Regions from separate parts of the Callithrix jacchus genome. Here region 1 is linked to region 2. Evidence: chromatin contacts called from public Hi-C data. All regions are on one chromosome and are shown on one strand. Each heading gives the region's core, a stretch centred on a gene start, on an enhancer-like site or on the middle of the called end of the contact. The rest is flanking DNA. Distances are from core to core; before and after follow the strand shown. Region 1 overlaps FHL1 (four and a half LIM domains 1). Region 2 overlaps SLC9A6 (solute carrier family 9 member A6).

The links. A called contact is a pair of places that touch in the nucleus more often than the background predicts.
Region 1: a contact with region 2 is called in a Hi-C map of skeletal muscle, with 4 times the contacts expected there. The contact joins two enhancer-like sites. A contact is called at or near these places in 2 of 3 Hi-C or Micro-C datasets (both in skeletal muscle).

The regions. Positions count from the first base shown.
Region 1 is chrX:133,007,332-133,011,514 of calJac240_pri, reverse strand. It overlaps FHL1 (four and a half LIM domains 1), which reads right to left. Exons shown (of 6, transcript XM_078364136.1): 6 at 3,805-4,183. Among named protein-coding and RNA genes, the nearest start is that of MAP7D3, 36 kb to the left of the region's middle. Within about 2 kb of position 2,659, at least 2 of the 16 cell types and tissues checked have an H3K27ac peak or open chromatin away from gene starts, as enhancers often do. A contact at or near this core is called in skeletal muscle, where this site is marked.
Region 2 is chrX:132,823,541-132,827,534 of calJac240_pri, reverse strand. SLC9A6 (solute carrier family 9 member A6) reads right to left here. Exons shown (of 16, transcript XM_035287798.3): 13 at 728-758. Among named protein-coding and RNA genes, the nearest start is that of SLC9A6, 43 kb to the right of the region's middle. Within about 2 kb of position 1,529, at least 4 of the 16 cell types and tissues checked have an H3K27ac peak or open chromatin away from gene starts, as enhancers often do. A contact at or near this core is called in skeletal muscle, where this site is marked.

The sequences.
Region 1 (4,183 bases), core at 1,410-3,909, 180 kb before region 2:
ACAGATCAAGATTTGCTTACCTGCCATTCACCTCTTGCTCTGCAACCCAGTTCCTAACAGGTCACAGACCAGCACCGGGCTGTGGCCCAAGGGGTGGGGACCCCTGCTTTACTAGGTTTTATTTTTGATAGGGCAAGGTCCTTGTTTATCCCCAGTCTTTGGGGTCTGGTGCTTATGAGAATGGTGGTAGCCATTCCCCACTGAACATGCTAGAGCTTTCTATATACTTTTGAATCAGCACAAACTAGACACAGCTCATTCCTGTCAAACATATCACCTCCATATGTCTCATCTGAGCTGGATACTCTTTACTGCCAAGTGTGGTGCCAGGTTCTGTAGATCCATCCATTGAAACTGTCTGCCAGGATGTTCCTGTTTACAAGGCCAAGGTGATGGCCCTTGACCTAGCCTTCCCCTCACGCTTTGCTGCCTCACATTTCCCTTCCTGGTGTCCTCTCCCTGGAGGGACAGACCCCTGGCCTCTAGCAGCAGATTCTGCAGATCAGTGCATTTTCTGCTCCTGTGTCATTGTGGACACTGCCTGTGGAATGAAGCTTTTAACAGCTCCAGTCCCTAAAAAGCACAAGAATGCAGTGTGAAATACCATAAAGAGTGCCAGACAGCCCCCTGAAGACCTGAATCCAGCCGAGAGGGCTGCTAGCTCCCATGTGACTTTGTGTGTGTTGTTGCTCCTCTCTGATCCCTGTTCCTTATCTGTCAAATGAGGGAGCTCTGCTACAATCTCTGCAGCCTTTTCAGTTCGGAGATTCCACTGTTCTCGAATACCTCTAATAGCAGTTAGGGCCAAGGAGCCAGGGCATAGAAGCAGGCTGTGCATGACATTTTATCATGTCAGGGGGCAATTCCCTGTCATTTTCAGTGACCCCACCCCCCTCAGTGCCTGGCCGGCCTGGTTGGTTGAAACAGGCTCCAAAACAGCCACCAGTCCAGTTACAGTGTTTCCAGATGGGTTTTAGGCACCCAAATAATTTGAATTTCCCCAACTGTGTTGTAATTGTTGTAGTTAGATTTACATGTGCAATATGCCAGGTACTTGGTAGGCATTTTGTTTTATTTTATTTTATTTATTTTTTGAGATAGTCTTGCTCTGTCGCCCAGGCTGGAGTGCAATGGCATGATCTCAGCTCACTGCAACCTCCACCTCCTGGGTTCAAGCAATTCTCCTGCCTCAGCCTCCTGAGTAGCTGGGATTACAGAGGCACACACCAGCACACTTGACTAATTGTATTTTTAGTAGAGACAGGGTTTCACTATGTTGGCCAGGCTGGTTCGAACTCCTGATTTCAAGCGATCTTACTGCCTCAGCCTCCCAAGGTGCTGGGATTACAAGCCTGAGCCACCGGGCCCTGCCAGGCATTTTCAATGCTCACAACAACCCTATGAGGTGTGGGTATTCATTTATGCCTATGAGGACACCAAGATGTGTGGCAAGCAGCATTTGTTCCAGGTCACACAACTGGAAAGAGGCAGAGCTGGTGTTCAAACCCAAGTTTGTCCCTCAGGCCAACACCCCACACTGCTTTGGGAGTGGGCATAGTGTCTTGAGGCTTGCAGGGTGGGTCACAGACACTAAAGCAGTGTTTTCAGTGCTGGGGACAAAATCTTTGCTAGCACTGAGTGCTTTTACTGGGTGCTAGTCCCCTCACTAAACACTTGCATTATATCCCCTACATGGAATTCTACAAAGTAGAAATTTTAGGTCTCACAGATGAAGGATCAAGCTCAGAGAGGTTAAGTAACTTGCCCAAGGTCTTATGACCAGAAAGTGGCTGAGAAGCCAGGATTTGAGCCCTGGTAGCCTGGTGCCAGAACCCACCCCATTAACCACAAGCAGAGAGGTTCTTGACATTCTGATCCCATTCATTATGTGGGAGAAAATGTTTCTCTGCTGACAAATTGTTAAGTGGAAATTTACCCTCATTTCTCCTGAGCCTTATGGGTGTCACTCTTAAAATCATGTATTCAACAAAGTGCCTTCTAAGTACTGAGCCCTGTGCATGCTGGTTTTATTGTGATGTGTATATTTGTATGACAATTTAGTGTCATGAGTGATATGCTAGAGGTGTGCCCAGGGTATGGCTTGTCACTTACTAGCTGTGGGACTTTGGGCAAGCTTCTTAACCTCTCTGTTTTTTCATCTGGGAAATGGGAGCAATGGTGTGTGTCGGCCGTGAGGGTTAGCTCTCGTGTGTAGGTGCTTCACAAGATGCAGAACTGTGAAGGGCAGGCATCACAAAGCAAGCAATAGCTAGAAGCAGACTCCAGATAGGCCTCAGTCTCCCGGGTGAGGGTGGTGGAGGTGGTCTTGGGACTTTGGGCCAAGTGGCAGAGTGGTGGGACTGGGAATTTTAGACCAGCATGGCTTTTCCTCCGCGGAGCTCAAGCCATCCACCCAGGTTTTGCAGGCCAAGCAGGCTAGAAGGGCAAAGGGATAGCAGGAGTAAGGGAAACGAATGCAGTGCAGAGAATAGAATCTAGGGCAGATGGGGAGGGGCATCAGGGTGGGAAGGGGCTGAGAAGGAGGGTGCACCGAGGACTGCAGGGCAAGGAACTGGCACAGTAAGGAAGAGTCTGGAATGGGAAACAACATGTGGGTAGGATCCAGAGCGAGCTGGGGCCAAAGCCCTTAGTGAAGGAAGTGGGGCCCCTCTCTCCATCCCAGGCCTCTCTCCTCTCCCCTCTCCCCTCTCCCCACGGGGCTCCTTTCCTTGCTGTAGCCTCAGGAACTCAGCCAGAGGGGGCAACCACTCTCCATCCCCCAACCCAGACTCATTTTCCTGGGGCCCCAGATGACTAGATAGACTTCATTGGTTTCGAGGTTTTCACAGCTAATTTCTGTAAGGAAACACACACAAGGGGATGTGCCACATTCCTGAAAGCGCTCATGGTTTCTTGCTGACAGGTTCAGTGCCCTTCTCAGAAGGCAAATGTTAGCACCAAAGGGCGTCTGCCCTTTGCTTGTATTACCCTCAGCGTGGGGCCCAGTTAAGACTAACACCCTCTCCTCCCACCCAGTTCTGCCTGGAGTTTGACAAGGGGCCATTAAGGTCTGAAGCCCCTTCCACTGGGAGGAGAGTGCAGCAGGCACCTGTCGCATGGGGCCTCCTGTGCTGTGCCGTAAGGGCCACATGGGTGGGCACAGTTTAGATGACCCAAGAACGCAAGCCTCAGAGGTGAATGAAAGACACTGGTGTGTGGTACTAGGCTAGCGGCAACTGCGGAGCCTCAATGCCAGGCCAACCCCTGCCTCTGCCCACAGCATCCCTGCATGTTCCCCCTAACTGAAGTGCATGGGCCCAAAGGGGCAGCCTCCTCAGTGAGCCATGCCCACAAGAAGCAGCAAAGATCTCATTCAGCTGTCAAGTGGAGGGAGCCGTGGTTGAGATGGTCACGCTCAACCTGGACCCTGGGCTCCAGAGGGCACAAAGGCAAAGGCACAGCAAGGAGGCACCCAAAAGACAGGGACTGAGATGGTTTCTCAGCAACACGCTTCACTGGGGGACTCAGGGATTCCCGCCCTAATCCCCTGGACAAATGAAACCAAGTCATCCTTTTTCAGTGAAAATCTGGGAAATACCATTTCAGGTCAGAATGGTTTCTGTTTTTTTTTTTAAAAAACTCAATTAAATGTGGTATTTACAGGTTTGTTTATAATTCTTATGTTCTGTACAACTGCACTGAACTGAGTGTATCCTGGAAGGAAAAGAAGTCATTTGGGTTTCTGGGTCAGGAGTATCACCTTAGAGTGATTCCACCCAGCAGAAAGAAAAGACAGGAGGCAGGTTATTCATATGCTGCTTTATTTCTGTAAGGATACACTGAAACGTTAGATGATAATAGCTAATGACAGAATGTAGAAATGAGGCATCAGCTTCTCTAACCACTCCTACAAGAATGTTAGTATGTATTGTCATTACATGTTTACTTTTGATACTGTCTCATTATACTATGTCATATAATAATGTAGAATACAGTTAATCAGGTGATCCTGCATTTCAGGTAAAGCGGTAGATAGAAATCCAGATTTCCTCTTGAGGATAAGTCCTAGGAATCACAAGAGAAGGGACTTTACAGTCCTCATTAACACAGGGACACAGAGCAGACAACTACTACGTTACAAGGAATTCAACTCATCACTGTTGGGAAATGTCATATCCATGTT
Region 2 (3,994 bases), core at 280-2,779:
TCCATGTTCAAAAACCTAACGTCTGTGATTTCTTATCTAACGTCTGAAACGGAGTCATGTATTCAGTGGTGCTCAGAAACCATTGAAAAGCAGATGGAAAATACCAGACAAGGGTAGTCAGTCTAGAGAGGGCAGCCAGTTACAAAGCATTCAGCCCAACAGGCTCAAGTTCATAGCAACAACTGAGAAACTGACACAACGGAAGGAAGGAAGCAAGGAAACATGGCCAAGGCTGAGGGACAAAGTAAGAAAGTGCGCTCCCCTGAACAGGCAGGGAAGGCTGCTTGAACAGTCAAAAGCTTCTAGGCAGTTCTCAAGGGCAGCTGCTGGTCATCCAATTTGAAAGTTACACAGGAAGAGCAGCTGGAGTGAGGCTTACATCAGAGACAAGCCTTCATGCACAAACCGAAGTGGAAAAAGCCTCCCTGTGCCAGAGGAGTCACTTGAAAACCCAGGAGTGCTTAAGAGACTGCTCTCCTCTGGAGCAAAATCCCAGGCAGGATGGCCCGGAGACATGAAAGCTGTCACCCTTGATAACCACACACTGTGGCTAACTTGGCTTTGTCTCTGTGGAGCAGTGAGAAAAGCCAGGAATGATGTCAGTTAAAAGCCGAGGCAAAGAGGACAGGATCTAAATAGTGGCATGAAGTCTACAGTAGATTGGTTCTTTTCCCAAATCACTGCACATTTGACAGAAATGCCAGGAACAACACAAACGCATATTTACCAAGTGTTCTTGGTCTGAATCAACACCAACCCTAAAGGAGAAACACAAAGAGCAAATGAGATTTGGAAGCCAAAAAAAGGTCTATTCACACATGCACATTGTCAGGCAACTACTTTCCTCAACACAGAAGCTACGGAATGGTTAATGTTTTCTTGCTTCTCTATGGCTGTTGATGCAGATTTTTGGTTCCTGCCACTTTCCTTAGCAACGGCTTGGATTCTAAGGCAAGCAGGGTGTACCAATGATTCTCTTCCTGCAATCCTACTTACCAGGAAAAAAACAGGATTTTCTTCTCTGAATATAGGTCCACTTGAAGCAGAATCAGGGAGAGCAGCACCGCCCCGGATGCTAAATAAGAACTACTGGGGTAGCTCCAAAAACAAGGCTGGCACAGTGCAATTCTGCGAGGGAGTTGCATGTTTTTGGACCTCGCAGCTCTCCTGGCAATATTCTGTTACTATGACTGAAGAGAGGGTCCAATTACAGGTTTTTCATAGGCTAATGGACAGACATCAGCCTTGCTTCTTCACGATTCTTTCCTTATCTGCTTCAAATTCCTGCTTTCTGTATCCCAGGGAACAGCTTCATTACAAAGTTCTCTGGCTCCTCTCTATTCCCTAAACATGAGCACCCACCAGTTCTGTTCATGCTTCCTCTAAATGGTCTCTCAGGTTTTCTCTTTCCTTTCCATCCCAACTGCTCAAGCACAGTCCTCATCCTGAGGCTCACAGGGTCTGTTATGGAAGCTTTTCCAGCTGCCAGCCTCTCCCTGAGAGCCAGCTGTCGCCAGCATAGAACTCGCTGTGTTACTCCCTTGACAAAGGACTCTGAGAGTGGCTTACCACCCTGGCCAAGTCTGAAGTCCTTTGTGGGGCATTCAAGACTCTCTACAAACCAGCATACCCGCCCCACTCCAGCCTACATCTTTCCATCCTCATTCCCATCCTTCTCTTCTACATGCCCCATTCTAGCCATACCTGCCTACTCTTCTCCCCAAATCCATCCGCTTCTGAGCCTCCCATGCCTTTGCTCATGCTGTTCTGTCCATCTGCAATGTACTTTCCCTCATTTCTTCTAGTCGTTTTCCCAAGTTCCAAAGTAACCACCGTATGACCCCTTCAAGCAGAATCATTTTTTCCTCTGTGCATATGCAGTACTTTCTACAGTCCTTTATTACAATACTTAGCACAGTAGAGTATAGTTATTTACCTGTCAGTCTCCCCAAAAAGACTGTGAGCTCCTTGAGGGTAAAGGCCATGTCTCAATTCATCTCTGTATCCCCAGAGTCTAGCACAGTACCTGACACACAATAGGTGCTCAAATGTTTATCAATTAAATTAACTACTACAGACAACACAGAAAAAATAGCAGCATGAGAAGCTGTAGCAGTAGCATCCCAGAACACGAATAACACTGAAGGGAGAAAACGATGCAAGGCTGCATCTGGAAAGCAAAGCATCATGGTCAAGGACTTGAAAACAGACTGTCATGACCAGATTCTTAATTCAAAGACTGGCTCATTTTTCCTTTGTTAAAATGGCCAGGAGCTGTTTAACATCTTCTCAGTCGCATTAAACTCTAACCACATTTATGCATCTTGAGTGCCATCTAGTGGACTTGAAGATAGCACACTTGAAATACTCCGTCATTATCAGAAGCTAAGTCAATGTAATAAACATTTATAGAGCGCTTATTATTTGCCAGGCACTGTACTAGGCACAGGGCATAGAAATGAATTAAACACGGCCCCTGCCCTCAAGGAACTCATAGACTAGTGGGGGAAACAGACACAACTAGGGCATGATCCCTAAGGGCTTCTCTCAGGGAGCTCTGGGTTCAAATGCGTCCTTGGCTGTTTTCTAGCTGTGTGAACTGCCAAGGGATGCAGTCCTGTAAACCATCATTTTATCACCTGGAGAATGGAGCTAATATCCACCACACAGAGTTGCTGCAAGGATTCAATGAGACAATGTATGAAAAGGTTTTAAAAGAGCACCTGAAACACCATTAACATTAAAGAGCATCTGAAACATCATTAACACTAAGTGGTAGCTCTTATAACAACATTATTACAAGACTGAATAAAACAAGTGCTATAATGGAGAGGCCCAATGTTGCACCAACAGAAGAGTGGTTCTGAGGGAAAAGAATGGGGGAAAAGGAGGTGGCACTTAGCTGTGTCATTTACTGAAAGAACATTCCAGGCAGAGGGAACCGTATGAGCAAAGGCTCAGAGACACAGAAGTGCAAAGCATGTAGAGTAAATGATAGAGCCAAATGTGACTGTCACAAACTACGTGAAAGGACATGGGAATAGCTGGCTGTTTCTAATTTGCTGAGGGTCCACTGTCCATAAGACAGCTGAAAGTGAGCCTTTTACACTGTAAATGACTTCATGTCACTCCCTTGCTTTAAAATCTTCCAGGATTTCCAGTTGCATTTTAAAATCCAAATTCCTTACCATGCTCCACAAGACTATTGCGGGTCCACAAACTACAGCCTACGGGCCACATCAGTACCTCTTCAATTTTTGTAAATCAAGTTTTACGGGGATACAACCACGCCAATTGATTTACATATTGTCAAGGGCCGTTTTCACACTAGAGTTGAGTAGCTAAGACAGACCGTATGACCTCCAAAGCCTGATATATTTACTCTCTGGCCCTTTACAGTAAAAGTTTGCAGACCCCTGCTTCCATAGGATCTGGCCAACCTCATTTCCTACCTACCCTTCAGTCACGACACTCTAGCCACTAGAGATTTTTCCTGTTCATTAAACGGGCCAAGTTTGCCCCCGCCTCAGGACTTTTGTACTTTTCCCTCTGCCTAGACTGCTCCCCTTCCTGATGACTGTTTAACTGGCAACATCTAGTCACTTAGGAAAGACTGAGCTCAAACGTAACCTCTCAGAGAAAACTTTCCTGGCCGCCTTTTGTAAAATACATCCCCATCCGCAGTCACTATCACAGTACCTTGCCCGATTGCTATCACAGCATTCAGTGTCATCTACAGTTGTCCGGTTCATTTATGTGTTGCTAGCTTATTGTATGTCTTCTCTCACTGAAGTATAGATGTTATGAGTCCAGGAACCTTTTCTATCTTATTATAATCACTGTGCTCCTCTAGAGCAGGATTTCTTAACCTTAGCGTTAACTGATATTCTGGCCTACATGGTTCTCTGCTGGCAGGTGGCGAGGGTGGGGAGGAGCCTGTCCTATGCATTGGAGCATGTTTAGCAGCATCCTTGGCCTCTACTCACTAGATGGC